2 separate regions of the Mus musculus genome follow, and region 2 is linked to region 1. The links are chromatin contacts, called in public promoter capture Hi-C maps. All regions are on one chromosome and are shown on one strand. Each heading gives the region's core, a stretch centred on a gene start, on an enhancer-like site or on the middle of the called end of the contact. The rest is flanking DNA. Distances are from core to core; before and after follow the strand shown.

Region 1 (7,108 bases), core at 4,260-6,759:
ATGCTGCAATGGGGCCTCCTCAAGACATCCCATGCTGCAATGGGGCCTCCTCAAGACATCCCATGCTGCAATGGGGCCTCCTCAAGACAACCCATGCTGCAATGGGGCCACCTCAAGACATCCCATGCTGCAATGGGGCCTCCTCAAGACAACCCATGCTGCAATGGGGTCACCTCAAGACAACCCATGCTGCAATCCCAAGATTCTTAGCCAAAATTTACTCATGTCCCTGAGCCTTCTGCCAGGTCCACCTACTTCAGCCAAAGCCCCCAACCACTGGACTTATCTGTGGACTGTTTGAAGAGTCCTGTTAAAGCAATGAGTCTGTGTTAGCTTTTTGATAGTGTAGTATGACTTGAGATAATCAACCAGTCAACAAAAGATATCTTACTAGTGCCTTTGGAGGCTGTCGCCTGTTATTGATTAGCCTTGTTACATTAGGTCAGCACCAGCAGATCATATGGTGGAACTCAGTTTATGACCAGGACAAACAAGGAGAGAGACGAGAGGCCAGAACTCCATTATCCCTTCAAGGGTCACCCCAGTCACATAAGGTGGTCTCTCCTAGAATATACCTCTTAAAGTTTTGGTTACCTTCCAGTAGTAACATTTGGGAACAAGTCTGTAGAATGTGGGCCTAATATCCAAAGTGTAGTCAGAGCCTTTCCTCCAGACAAGTCTCAAATGTTTGCATACATTTTTGTTTGCTTGTTTGTCTTCTGAAACAGGGTTTTCTCTTTGTAGCCCTGGCTGTCCTGGAACCTGCTCTGTAGACCAAGCTATCCTAGACCCTAGAGATCCTCCTGCCTCTGCCTCCCAAGTGTTGGGATTAAAGGCATATACCACCACTGTCTGGCCAAATGTTTGCATACATTTTTAAATGGAAATAATTAGCTTCCTGAAGCTGTGGAGATCTCTGAGGCTGAACAGACAACCTAGCCAAATGGATGAGCCCCAGATCCGTGGGGGACTACATCCTAAACAATAAAAACAAAACAAAAAAACGGCTGGATGGGTGATGGCACATGCCTTTAATACCAGCACTTGGGAGGCAGAAGCAGGCAGAGCTCTGTGAGTTTGAGGCCAGCCTGGCCTACAGAGCGAGTTCCAGGACAGCCAAGGCTACATACAGAAACCCTGTCTTGAAAAAACAAAAACAAATTAAAAACCAACAGAGATTCCCGAGGAACAACACCAAGATTCACCACCAGCTTTAATGCACATGTGCACCTACACACACTGGCACATGTGCACCTACACACACGGGCACATGTGCACATACACACATGGGCACATGTGCACCTACACACACAAGCACTCACAGTTTTAAAAACAAACATTCTTATACAAGGACATGAGCCCATACACTGTTCCCCTCAGAGTGACACTTCAGTCACCACTTTTTATTAACCGTTTTGGCCACGGACTACTGTTTCAAAATGCCTGATGTAACTTTCCTAATTTTGTCTCTACTAACTTCCCCTTGCCTCGGCCGCCTTTTGGACTAAGCTCTGAGTTTAGCACAGCTCATGCAGAGTTCTGTTCCTGTGACTATGCTCTGTTCTTCACAAAGAAACAGCAGTCTTTTCAGAACCTCTGGGTCTTGTTTAGACAGACAATGCATTTTTATAATCAAGCATTAAAAATCATGTGTATCTCTTAAAATCATATTTTCTTATTCAATAGACACAAATCCTACATATAGCATTTTAATATAGAAATGTGCAGAGAAATGCCATCAATTCAGTCACTTGTTAGTATTTTAAATATTGGTTACATATGATAGCTATACATACATACTTGAATCCTATCTTTCTGTGAATTTAACCATAAATGCATATTTTTAAAGGATGTGTACATTGCTTCACAATTGCCCTTTCCTAAACCTTTCAAATGAGTCAGTTACTTTCTGAAACATTACCAAGGGCAGCACAGGACTCTACTAGATGGCTATTCGCTGTTATCAGGTTAGGGCCTAAAGTCAGACACGTGTCTTTTGTTACAGACAACAGCTTGAACATTTCTTGACACTGATTTAAAATTTCATTTTTACATTTTATTTACTTACTTATTTATTTTTTTATGTGCGTGTGTGTTGGGGGTACACACCACAGAAGAAGTCAGAGGCAACCTGACTTCTACCACATGGGCCCCAGGAATGAAGCAGACGTCATCAGGTGTGGCAATGTGTGCCTTTACCACTGAGCCATTTTACCCACCCAATTTTTGAAGCTAATTTGTTGTTGTTTTCAAGATAGGGTTTCTCTGTGTAGCCTTGGCTGTCCTATAAATCACTCTGTAGACCAGGCTGTCCTGGAATTCACAGAGATCCTCCTGCTTCTGCCTCCTATGTGCTGGTAAAGACATGTACCACCATGGTCCAGCTTATGCTAATTTTGCTATCTAGTTATATACTTAAAATGGAATTATTACACCAAAATTATATAAATAAAGGGTTGTTTTGGTCAAGGGGCAGTGATTGAGGAAAAGATTTTTTATACAATATGCTTAAAAGAATTGTACAGTTTACTTACATTAGAACACTGCCTTGTTTGTGTTTGCCTGAGATACAGTCTGACTATTTAACCCAGACTGGCTTTGACCTCATGGCAATCCTCCTGTATCTACCTTCTCATTGCTAGAATTAGAGGCATGAGCCCCCAAGCCTGATGTGTGTATTTGGTTTTTTTTTGTTTGTTTATTAATAAGATTTTTCTCACTTGTGGTGAGCCCCCTACTGTGCTTTGTGGATGTCTGCCTTTGGATTCACTTTTTCTGATTGTCAGCTGTGGGTTGTTTGCTTTCTAATGTTGACAGAATTGTCTATGCAGCCAGTTCTGCCTATCCTTTTCTCTATGGGCTCTTCCTTTCCTTTTTGCTTAGCAATTTCTTCCTGAATTTCTTTTATAAAAAAACTCGTTTTTGTTATTTTAATTATATAGTGGGAGGGGCACGCACACATGAGTGGCTCAGCTATTAAGAGTACTGGTAGCGGGCTGGTGAGATGGCTCAGTGGGTAAGAGCACCCGACTGCTCTTCCAGAGTTCAAATCCCAGCAACCACATGGTGGCTCACAACCATCCGTAACGAGATCTGACTCCCTCTTCTGGAGTGTCTGAAGACAGCTACAATGTACTTCCATATAATAAATAAATAAATCTTTAAAAAAAAAAAAAGAGAGTACTGGTAGCTCTTGCAGAGGACCTGGGTTCAATTCCCAGCACTCACAGCTCACCACCATCTGTAACTCCAATTCCAAGGGATTCAAAGCTCCCTTTCTGGCCTCCTCGGGCATTGTATGCACCTGGTGCACTAATACTTATTCAGAAAAACACCTTCATACATGAACCTAAAAATCAAACACAGAAAAAAAAAAAAAAAAAGCAAGGCAGCCGTCCCAGACAAGTCCATAATGGGCCCCGTGATCCTGGAGTGCTCTTCTGTTGCGTGGGCTGGCGGCTCTTCAACAGCACACAGATAGGAGATTTGAGAAGTAGACTGAGGCTGTGAGTTTTCAAGGATATTTTTGCTTAGAAGAGAGAAAAAAATTTTTCCCCATGGGTCTCAGCAAACACTTCAAAAGCAGACCTAAGGTCAGCTGTAGTAGCTTAGACAGTTGCGGCAGGAGGCAACAATCTTCCAATGTTGTTCTAAACAAACAAACAAACAAAACCCAAGCACTGAATTCCTTTATTTATTATTTTATTTTATTTTATTTTATTTTATCTTATTTTATTTGCAAAGGGCTCTTAAGCACAAACAGGGGTTCTTTGCAGCAGGAGGTTGAGGCCAGCCTGGGCTACATAGTGAATTCTAGGCTATCCTAGGCTACCAATGAAAGGCCCAAGACCGTGTCTCACAAAACCAAAATAAGTAATAATAATTAAAACAATAAAGAAGCACAAGGAATGTAGCTGATACTTGAGAGAAGCAGGCATGTGTTTAATGTGTGTGATATGACGACTTGGGATGTTTGGTTTAATGTGTGTGATATGACGACGTGGGATGTTTGTATTCCTCTGTTACCCTTACCTGGAAATCATGGATACCTTCATGCTGACTTTCAGAGCACACCCATGCTGCAGACACAAGGATACTTTAAGTCAGCTGTTCTCAACCTGTGGGTCTCAAAACCCTGGGGGGGGGGATCATTTCACAGGGGTCACCTAAGTCCATGGAAAACACAGACATTTATGACATAGCAATAACAAAATTATAGTTATAAAGTAGCAACAAAAATAATTTTTTGGTTTGGGGTCACCATAACACGAGCTGTATTAAAGGGCTGCAGTATTAGGAAGGTTGAGAACCACTGCTGTAAGTGGTGTTGCATAGGAATGACTCCAGCACTGTCCATTATGTTAATTTGTTTACTGATTTTATCATTACTATTTTTCAACAGTCTCACTATGTATGGAGTCTGTGTTCTCCTGTTCTTGGCAAGCTTCCTACCTCAGCCTCCGAAGTGCTGGAAAAACAAGCACCAGACATCCTGCCTTTTCCATTTAAAATGTTATCAATTTATTTTAAAATAGGTTTAGGTTACAGGAAAAATTGCAAAATTTCTCATACATTTTACATCCGTTTCTATCATGGCTGTCATTGGTATCCTACATTGAGACATATCTCAGTGAAAAGAGTGCGACAGGTTATATTATTAACTCAAGTTTGTGTTATGCTTGTTTTTTTTTTTTTTTTTAAGTTTTCCCCAGTCCCCTTTTCATAAGTGCCTTTTAAGATACTAAGAATCCTATTTGTGGCTTGGGGCACCTCACTGTGCCTCAATATCTCAATAAAATATGAAATTCATTAGTGGTGGCACAAGTTTATCTTCCCAGCCCTTGGGAGGAAGTAGCGAGAGGTCAGAAGTTCAAGGTCATCTCTACTGCATAGCAGCTGGAGGTCACTCTGGATTGTGAGAGACCTAGTCTTAGGAGGGAGAGAGAGAGAGAGAGAGAGACAGAGAGAGAGAGAGAGAGAGAGAGAGAGAGAGAGAGAGAGAGAGAGAGAGAGAGAGAGAGAGAGAGAGAGAGAGAGAGAGAGAGAGAGAGAGAGAGAGAGAGAGTTATTTTGCACAATTAGAATGACAAAAAGTAGCTGGGTGGTGGTGGTGCATGCCTTTAGTACCAGCAGAGGCAGGCGATTTCTGAGTTCAAGGGCAGCCTAGTCTACAGAGTGAATTCCAGAACAGCTGGGGCTACACAGAAAAACCCTATCTTGAAAAAAAACAAGGAATAAAAGGAAAAGAAAAAAGAAAGACAGAAAGAGGAAGAAGAAAAGAGAAAGAAGAAAAAAGGAAGGAAGGAAGGAAGGAAGGAAGGAAGGAAGGAAGGAAGGAAGGAAGGAAGGAAGGAAGGAAGGAAGGAAAGAAGAAGAGAGAAAGGAAAGACACAAAAGCAAGAACTCGTCCCGGCTTGCCCCGTGAGCCCGGGGAGCCCAGAAGCCCCGGCAGGAGGCGCGCGCCCGCAAGGGCCGGCCGGGGACGCGCGCGGCTGTCGTGCCGGAAGCGCGCGCCCGGCGGGGCTGGGGCGGCAGGTGCACGCGCGGGGCCGGCGCGCTAAAGCGATGCGCGCGGGCGCTCCGGGGTAGCAAGCGACCTGGCCTGCGCGCCCCTGGCCCGCGCGCCCCGGCCCGCAGCGATGTGGCGGCTGCGCCTGCTGGTCCTAGCGGTGCTGGCGGCGGGCAGCGCCGAGGCCCAGGCGAACTCCAGCGACGGTGAGCTTCCCGAACTTGCCTCCGCTCCTGCAGCAGGGCCGCAGGCTGCCCGGCTCTGTGCAGCCCTCCCCGGTTGCAGATGCGCGTCAGGCCGCGGGTTCGGGACCGTGTCCATCCTGCCAGCGCCTGGTTTGGGCTGGGAACCGGGAAGAGATAAGTAGCCCCCTTTGAGGCATTCTTCCCGGCAGGGAGCAGCCATGTTTGTGGTTTTAATTGGACGCATTGAAACGGCCTTTTAAACTGAATTTCGGGGAGGACGCCTGTAAGCGCAGCACCCCTGAGGCTGCGACAGGAGGATTATGTGTTCGAGACCGCCCGGAGAGTGAGCGTCAGGCCCAAACTAAAACCAAACCGAACCCGTCGGCTACCGGTAGCAAAGTCCATCGAGGAACTAAGGCGTTCCACGCAGTAGCTGACTTTGATACTCCGAAATCTAGTTGCTTTTTTAACTGGGTGACGATTTGCAGTTTGAGAGGAAAAATGAGCCAGTGATGGGACGTGAAATCCTAGGTCTTGTGCTGAGAGAGAGGGGTTTAGCGACTGTTGGGCAGGAGCGGGGGCGTTAATGGGAAGCATGAAAAGCACTAATTGTGCCACGCTGGTGGTCACGTGTTGTTTCTGGCTGCGTTAAGTACATTCCTTGTTTTGAGCTCTAGACAAGTAGCAAATACAATAGTCTTCTGAGTGATGGGATCATTTCTCCTAATGTTTATCTGTGAAAAGCCAGGGATAGTACCGCACTTTAGGATCTTCGAGTACAACTAAGGCCAGTACTGAAAAGTACAAATATTTGTGTGTTAAGTGTATACACACACACACACACACACACACACACACACACACACACACACACACACACACCTATTTTCTTGAAGAAAACTCTGGCTTACAGCAGAGAGGAAGCATTGGCCTCTGGCCCTGGCTGAATGCTAGGTCCGTTTCACAGCCTGAGTACTCTAATCCTCAACGCCCCAGGAGCTAGCAATCAATCCAACCCTCTGGAGGCTCCAAATGCTCGTTTGCTACAAACGTAGCAACACCTGGTGTGTTGCCCTGCAAGTTGCATGACCCCTGCACTTCAGCAAAGCCACTTTCTGAGAGGAATATCTTGCCCCCGGGCTGGGGATGTAGCTGAGTTGGTAGAGTGTTCGCCTAGCATTTAAGCAGGCCTGGTGCCCTTCCTGAGCATGGCATGGACTGGGTGTGGTGGTACAGGCCTAGACCCCAGCATTTAGAACGTGGAGAATCCAGAGTGCAGAATCAGATTCAACTATATAAGGATTCGGAGGCCAGCCTGGACTACGTGAGACCCTATCTCAAAAAAAAACCAAAAAAACAAAAACAAAAATCAAACAAACAAAAAACCCCCAAACCTTTCACAGCATAATGCTGT
Region 2 (6,995 bases), core at 3,971-6,470, 320 kb before region 1:
ACCCATGGTAACATTTTCTCAGTTTCATTTTCCTAGCATTAATCTGAATAAAATGTCATTTCTGACTGTCAAAATGTAACTTCAGAGCCCCTCTCCCATGAATATTCTTGAGATGGACACCCTTGTGTTATTGACCTACGCTTTCCACTGTGAAGGTTTTACATAAGTTTGGTTCAGGAAAGAAAACAATCAGCACAATGGAGTGTAAAGCTGGGGGGAGCTCCAGCTGAGACTAGCAGTGCCAGAAGGTAGGGCCATTTTGAAAATTTAAAGTCTACACTACAAAACAGGGATATCAGCAAGGGGTCTTACTTAAGCAGAGAGGTAACTTGTGTTTCTAAGACTCATTACCTTTCCTGAAAGAACCCAGAGAAGACGCGGTAACGTCCACCTAAGAACTAGTCAGGACAAAGCAGGAAGTGGACAAGTGACAGGGGCAGAATCCACAGGGCTTCCTGAAGGAAGGTGCAGGAACAGAAGCCTGAGTGAGGAGTGTAACCAAGATGATGCCCGGCCTGGGCCCTGAGAGGAGCTGCCAGATGCTGAGGCTATGCAGGAAGAGCACAGCATGTTTGCTGGTAAAGGTCCCAAATTCAGTATTTGAGTTGAGACTTCTGTAAAGTGCTGTGTTAAAATGCTCTTAGAGCATAGGTTGGTACTAAAATATAACGTGCTAGATTTACATTTTCAAAAATAAGACTAGAAAATGCACTCATGATCAGAGTTTCAGAAGCTCCAAGCCTACAAACTGCTTTTAAGTCAGGAAACCTCCCTCAGACTGTTCTCCATGGCCACATTCCTGTCCCACCCCTGCATATTTTTGGTGAGACCAGTTGCTCTAAGAGTAGAGAAGTCTCACAGAAAAACTAAGGGGTAAGTGGTCAAGATCATGGGACAGAGTAGTCAGCATCCTCCCCCTATTTTGCTACTATAATTTTATTCCCTTCATGATCAGTGCGTTTTTCATAAACCTCATTCATTAAGACCAAAGATTCTGACTCCACCCAGACCTACTGAACTGAATTCTTAGGGTGGCACTGGAAAGCTGTACTGTAACAAGTCCTCTGGGTGACAAGGAAGCACACTCAAGTTCAGAAACCACTGACAGTCACCAATAACATCTCTGTGTCTACGTCCGTCCGTCTAGTCGCTGTATTTTACTCTGCACTAGGAACTGCTTGGCATTCAAAAGCTGTATTTAATACCAGAGCAAGCCTCTTTCCCCGGCAATGCCACCCTCCCTGTGAGATCCCACACTGTCTGCCATGAGGTGACATCCAGGATTGTTTCCATAGAGCTCGACAGATACTCGTGTCCTTAGTGCAGGGGGCACTGGCCTTCCTGATCTGAGCACACCACCTTGATCCTACACTCACAACAGAGACCCTGCTGGTTACTGGAATTCATGCCAGCATCTGGTAATCCTAGGTCACTGTTTCTCAAGGTGAAATCAGCAAGCAGAAGAATCACCTGGAAGACAAGATGGTGCAGTTGGGAGAATCATGAATTCCGGGTTAGCCTGGGCTACAGAGTATGCCTGTCTCTCTCACACAATTACCTGGAAGGTCCTGTTCCTAGTCTATTTAGCCAGCAAGTCCTAGGGATAGGGCATGAGAATCCACACTTTCAATACACAGTGGGATTGAATTTTTATGGCCATTGATGAAATGCATCTTGATAATTAACCATGGGTCAAATCAACTGCTTCTGGGTTTATAAGAACCCTGAGGTCAACTAAAACAAAGGGGTAATTTTTGCTCTAGCTTGTGGCTCACTTCTTAAACATTTCCTGTGAAACGTGAAACACCCACCTCACACTTTGTGTTCACCCTAGATTTACCTGTGAAGACTCTGGGCTAATTTTCTTATCAGACAGAGTTTTGCCTGGTTCAAATTTATGGAATTAAACTCCAGGGCTACTGAACTTTACAAAGCTCAGCCCAGATACTGTGAGACCATATTGAAGGTATTTTCTGTCTACTTTCCTTTACTTAAGTCATTTGGAAACTGTCAGTTTCTTCAAGCTTTAGCAAAATGGAAGCATGGGATTTCAAAACATAAAGGAGGACATGCAGATATCGATCAAATTGTGGATGTTACCTGTAAGTAGTGTAACACGTTCCACCTCCAAACCATCCCAGCTTTAACGATGAGAATTAAACTTACTCTTAATCAAGTGTGCCATGCCTATGAGCTCCATGTTTCTCCACCCCCACGTACCAGCAGGCAGGCAGTCAAAATAATCACCCCAAAAATATATAATAAGAGCAGAAAAAGTCAGAATTAAGTGAGTTTTAATGCTGCTGGAATAAAGAAATGGCTGTAAAACAAAAATAAAAATGACAAGCTCTTTACAAAAAATATCACTGAGTTTTCTTGAAGCAACCCATGCCTGTCTTCATCTTGCCAAACATATGCCAATCCTTTTCCTACGAACTGTGCTGTTTAGTTAAATTTCCTCTAGTCCTTTCTAAATTAAGATGCACAAAAACTATGGATGAAAGAGACAGATGAGGAAGTGTGTACTCACTTTCACTCACCCACACATATTCCTGAGGTTTATGAAAATCACTAGCTTGTGCTAACTTATCCTTCTCTGAATTTGACAACTGACTTGCAAAACCCCATTTCCAGGACTAATTTAAGAAAATAGCTTAAATAAATGTTCACAGAAGGAACATACATTTGTTTGTGCAGGTTTGCAAGAATATTTTTAATTAAAATACAATCTATATGCAGCAAACGTTGTCCTTTTTAGGTGTACAGTCCAATAAACTCTGACAATGCATGCAGCCATGTAACCATGATTAAGGCTGTTGAGCCCTGTTGCTCAACAGAGGCACTATGAATGGTTACTAGCATGGGGCTTAGAACTGCACAGGCCCCAAACCATGTATGGTCTCATCAAAAATTTGGCTGAGAAAACGCAAAGAACTAAATCTTTTACATTTATTTTATGTGAAATTACAATATTTTATATGAATTACCTGAAGTACAACAAAAATAATTTTACCTGAGTCTTTCCTCTTTTTTGGAACTACTAGAAAATTAAAAGTTAATGATCTCACTTGTGCCTCAAATTGCCTTTTACTTGCAGATGGTTTTGACTTGGCAATTTGCAGGGAATACCACATCCTATTCCCAGTTCCAGGCAACTACCAATTACCTTGTATACCTGAAACATTTGATTCTAAGAGGTTTTAAAATACTTCCATTAAAATATCTACCCTGAACCTTGTAATTTTTCTTAAACATTTTGTAGAGGTTTTAAAAATAATTTTTAACATTCGTTTTTAACTTCACAAGAGTTTGAAAAGACTCATCTATAATAGTATTTGTTAATCAATATCATTTTCATTAACTGGCCTCGAATGCACTTGGGGCAATAAGTTGTCTTCCGAGGGACGTGCACAGTGGTCCTCAAATGAATGGAGGCCATTGTGCACACACACAACAGCATCTATTCACACATGCTGCGGTAGATCTGAGCCAGAGGTGGGGAACCTCCGAGAGCTTAACTTAGCCTCAGGAAGTGGAGAGAAAGCTTTATCTGTGCTCACAGGCTGAGTAGACACGCACAGCACTGAGCCAGCCGATGTGGGAGGAGAGCAGGAGAAGGGTGTTCTGGCCCGCTAGCCGGCCTGTGAGGGAGGACTCTGTGATGCCCGATGATAACAGCCAGAGACAGGCAGAGCCAGTCAACTGCATCCTGTCCGACTCATCCCAGCCCCGTCTGCTCCCTGTCTGCTTTCTTCCAGGCCCCTTCCAACTAATCTGAAAAGAATTATTATTTATAACAGGCATTCATTCTGCCTGCTGCTATTCATAGTCATCTTCACTTACTCTAGATTCTTTTTACCATCTGTCTGATTTTCCAAAACACAATAAACACTCTAGGTAGACTTTCTGCCACTGTATTTCTATGGTACAGGAGACTGCAGAGAGTCTCCCATAGGCTAGTCAAGAGCTCTACCACTGAGCCACACCCACAGCCCCGAGCCCCACTTTCTATTAGGTTAACTTGGCTCTGCCTCTAGGTTAGGTTCCTTCTCAGCAGTCAACTTTGAGCATGTCTGCCCTCCCCTCTCTTCTCACCCATCTCCACCTTTTCCTTCACAGTGCCCTGAGGACTAGAAGAACAAGAATCATCTGAATGTCTGAATTTTAAGCATTTTGCTATTAGTCTCCTAAGAAGACCTCAGCTTGTTTCTTGGGAAGCCTACATCCTATCATCCCTTCAAACTTTTTTTTTTTGTCTTTTGGTAAAACCATTGCACCCAAATTATAATGTAGCCAAAGGGAGAACTGTTGGCCATCAACAGTGTCCACAGTTTCTAAACACAGCAAGTGGCACTCACCTCACCCTCCTAGCCAAAGGATTCCCACTGGGTCTTTTGAATGTACTCAGGGGGGATGGTTTCTACCATGGCTCCCTTGCTAGACTGGGTTCCTTTACTATGACCCCCATAGTCAGGTTAGGTTCCCAGCATCCACATCAGGAGACTCACAACCATCTGTAACTCTAGTTACAGAGGACCCAAGGCTCTGGCATCTATGTGGTGTACATACACAGACACACATACATGAAATCATTAATTAGTTAGTTAATTAATTCCTGCTACAAGTGGCAGAACATAGGGTCTGAAACTTGTTAGGCACTCAACTGTCCGGTGTGTGTGTGTGTGTGTGTGTGTGTATGAGGTATTTCTGATATAAACTAAGACAAGAGGATACCAGCCTGAGCTACATTCAATCTTCTTGCTTTGGTCTCCCAAGAGCTAGATTACAGATATATACTATATGGTCATCATTCATTAATTTCAAAAGCAGCAAAATAAGTAGGTAGCCTGCATTCTCTAGAGACACAGAAACAACAGGAAATTTTAATGTATAAAAAGAGACTAGTTACAAAGAATTGCTGAGAAGTTCCAAGATCTGCCCCCTGTAATCTACAGACCTAGCATGGCAGTGGAAACCTAAGTATGACATGTAGCAGACTAATGTGCAATCTTGGGGGATGGAAATCTTGGGGGATGGAAATGAGGGAAAATGTGAGAAAGATCTCATGGAACTGACTGATTCTAATGAAGAGAGTGCAGCCTACTATTGTATGTGCTCAGAATACTCTGAAACTGAAGGGACAGATCCTGTCCCTTTACATAATTCTGACCATAACTTGGTTCCTTTGTTGCCATGGTAACCAACAGTCTTGGAACACAAACTTCTCAGAAGCAGTTGGGCTTTACATCACTGAGACATGGGCTCTGAAGGGTTTCTGACTCCATCACTTTGTCTCCACTGCTGGAAGCGCCTGTCTCATCTGGGCAGCCCTCAGATCAGGGCATGACAAAGGCATGAGCATGTGTGTGAGTGTGAGTGTGTGGTCTTCCAGGTTTGCTTACAGGGAGATTATGGAAAATGCAGAATAAACATGCCATCAGATGGTGGGAAGATGGGTGCTCAAATGACAGTCACCTTTCTGGAAAGCATTCTGGTATCAATTATTATGTCTATATATTTATGATCTTTGGTCCACTAACTCCATGGATCATGGTATGGTCTTAAGTAACCTAGTGATCATTAATCAGCCAAGTTATTGAGTATCAGTAGGTGACACCTAAGGCTATTTAATAAGAAAGTAGTTAAGAATATTAGAATAGCCATAGGTTATTATAAACTTGATAATAAGTTTCTATTGATGTGAGAACCACATGTATTTGGATATGTGTGTATATGTACATATGCGCACAGATATACATATATACTAAGAAATTAGTTACCTTGACCTCAGAAGAGTGGACTGAAAACATACTTGACTCTAGTCACACTTCCCTGTCATTTTCAAATTCTCCTTTTTGTTTATAAGCTCTCTCAGCTACTGTCAAACAAATAAGAGGCACAAAGAAGAGATGCCAGAGTGTTTTTGTCTTTACAGAGGCAGAAAGTACAAAAGGGTGGACTATACAGAGTGGAAGGAATAGTTTCAATAAGAAAAAGGAATGGGTCATATAACTTCCCCCCATAATATCATTTACTAATTTTTTTCTTCTGAAGTTTCCAGAATCAAGGAAAACTTGAGATTGGACACTCTCAGCACCATGACAACCTCACCCTCCAGCAGTGACTACAGTAGCACAGAGGATTCTATTTATGAATGCAAGTCCAACCAGAGCGCCTCGGTGGGCTACTACCCCTCTGAGAACACCTTTTCCTATGAGGACCTGGTCTCCCGTGAGGAGACAGCCTCTGTGGATTCTTTGGTCCATTTCCTCCCTCCTGTCCAAAGCACCTGGAGGACAGAGAGTTTAAGGAGACTCTTCAGGAAACGAGATCAGGTGGAGCATGACCCAGAGCAGTTCAGCAAGCTAAGCATCACACTGGCCTGGGATATCGATGTGGACTCTAACCATGCAGACTCTCTTGCTAATCTGGATCTAAATGCCCATAGCCAGTGGATGGATAAGTGGCCAGAAGACAAGACAAAACTGACTCCCTGCAAACTGTATAACCTAGTACAGAAACTTGAGACATTTCTAGGAAAAGAAAAAGGTGGCCAGCATGACGGCTGTGTGCTCCCTGAATCTACTCAGAAGGAAGATGTCCACCTCAACAGCACTACCCCTCCACATACTGCTCAGGTCAGTCCTAAAGAACGTGATGTTTGTCAAGACTTGTCCAAGCAAAGATCCCTGGAAAATGAAGATATCTGTCAGGTGCTAGAGGATCCTCCAAGGTTACTGAAAGACGAAGTTGTGGTGAGCACAGAGATGCATGCCTCCCAGGAGAGCAAGGGGCAGGACTGGGGAAGACAAGGTTGGACAGTGGAGCCTCACTCTCACTACCTGCTGTGAGGCAAGGTGGGCCCCAGGAGACTAGGACAGGGGGGAAGATAACAGTAAGGAGAGGAGATGGGGCACTGTAGGAAAGATACTACAGAGCACAGAGGGAGGGAAGAGGGGTAGGCACAGCAACCCTCAACCACAACCACATAAAAA

What was found. Promoter capture Hi-C pulls out the DNA fragments that hold promoters and counts their contacts.
Region 2: a contact with region 1 is called in a promoter capture Hi-C map of liver, with 2.8 times the contacts expected there. The contact joins the promoter of 1700034J05Rik here to the promoter of Tm7sf3 in region 1. A contact is called at or near these places in 4 of 39 promoter capture datasets (the C10 cell line, hippocampal neurons and liver), 1 of 115 datasets of contacts at active chromatin or transcription factors (bone marrow-derived macrophages) and 2 of 9 other capture datasets (adipose tissue and liver).

What each region holds. Positions count from the first base shown.
Region 1 is chr6:146,632,993-146,640,100 of GRCm38.p6, reverse strand. Tm7sf3 (transmembrane 7 superfamily member 3) reads left to right here and starts at 5,509. Exons shown (of 12, transcript NM_026281.2): 1 at 5,509-5,715. The coding sequence starts at 5,640.
Region 2 is chr6:146,952,646-146,959,640 of GRCm38.p6, reverse strand. It overlaps 1700034J05Rik (RIKEN cDNA 1700034J05 gene), which reads left to right and starts at 5,220. Exons shown (of 3, transcript NM_001164236.1): 1 at 5,220-5,352; 2 at 6,055-6,755. The coding sequence starts at 6,099. The region is part of intron 2 of Ppfibp1 (PTPRF interacting protein, binding protein 1 (liprin beta 1)); the gene reads right to left.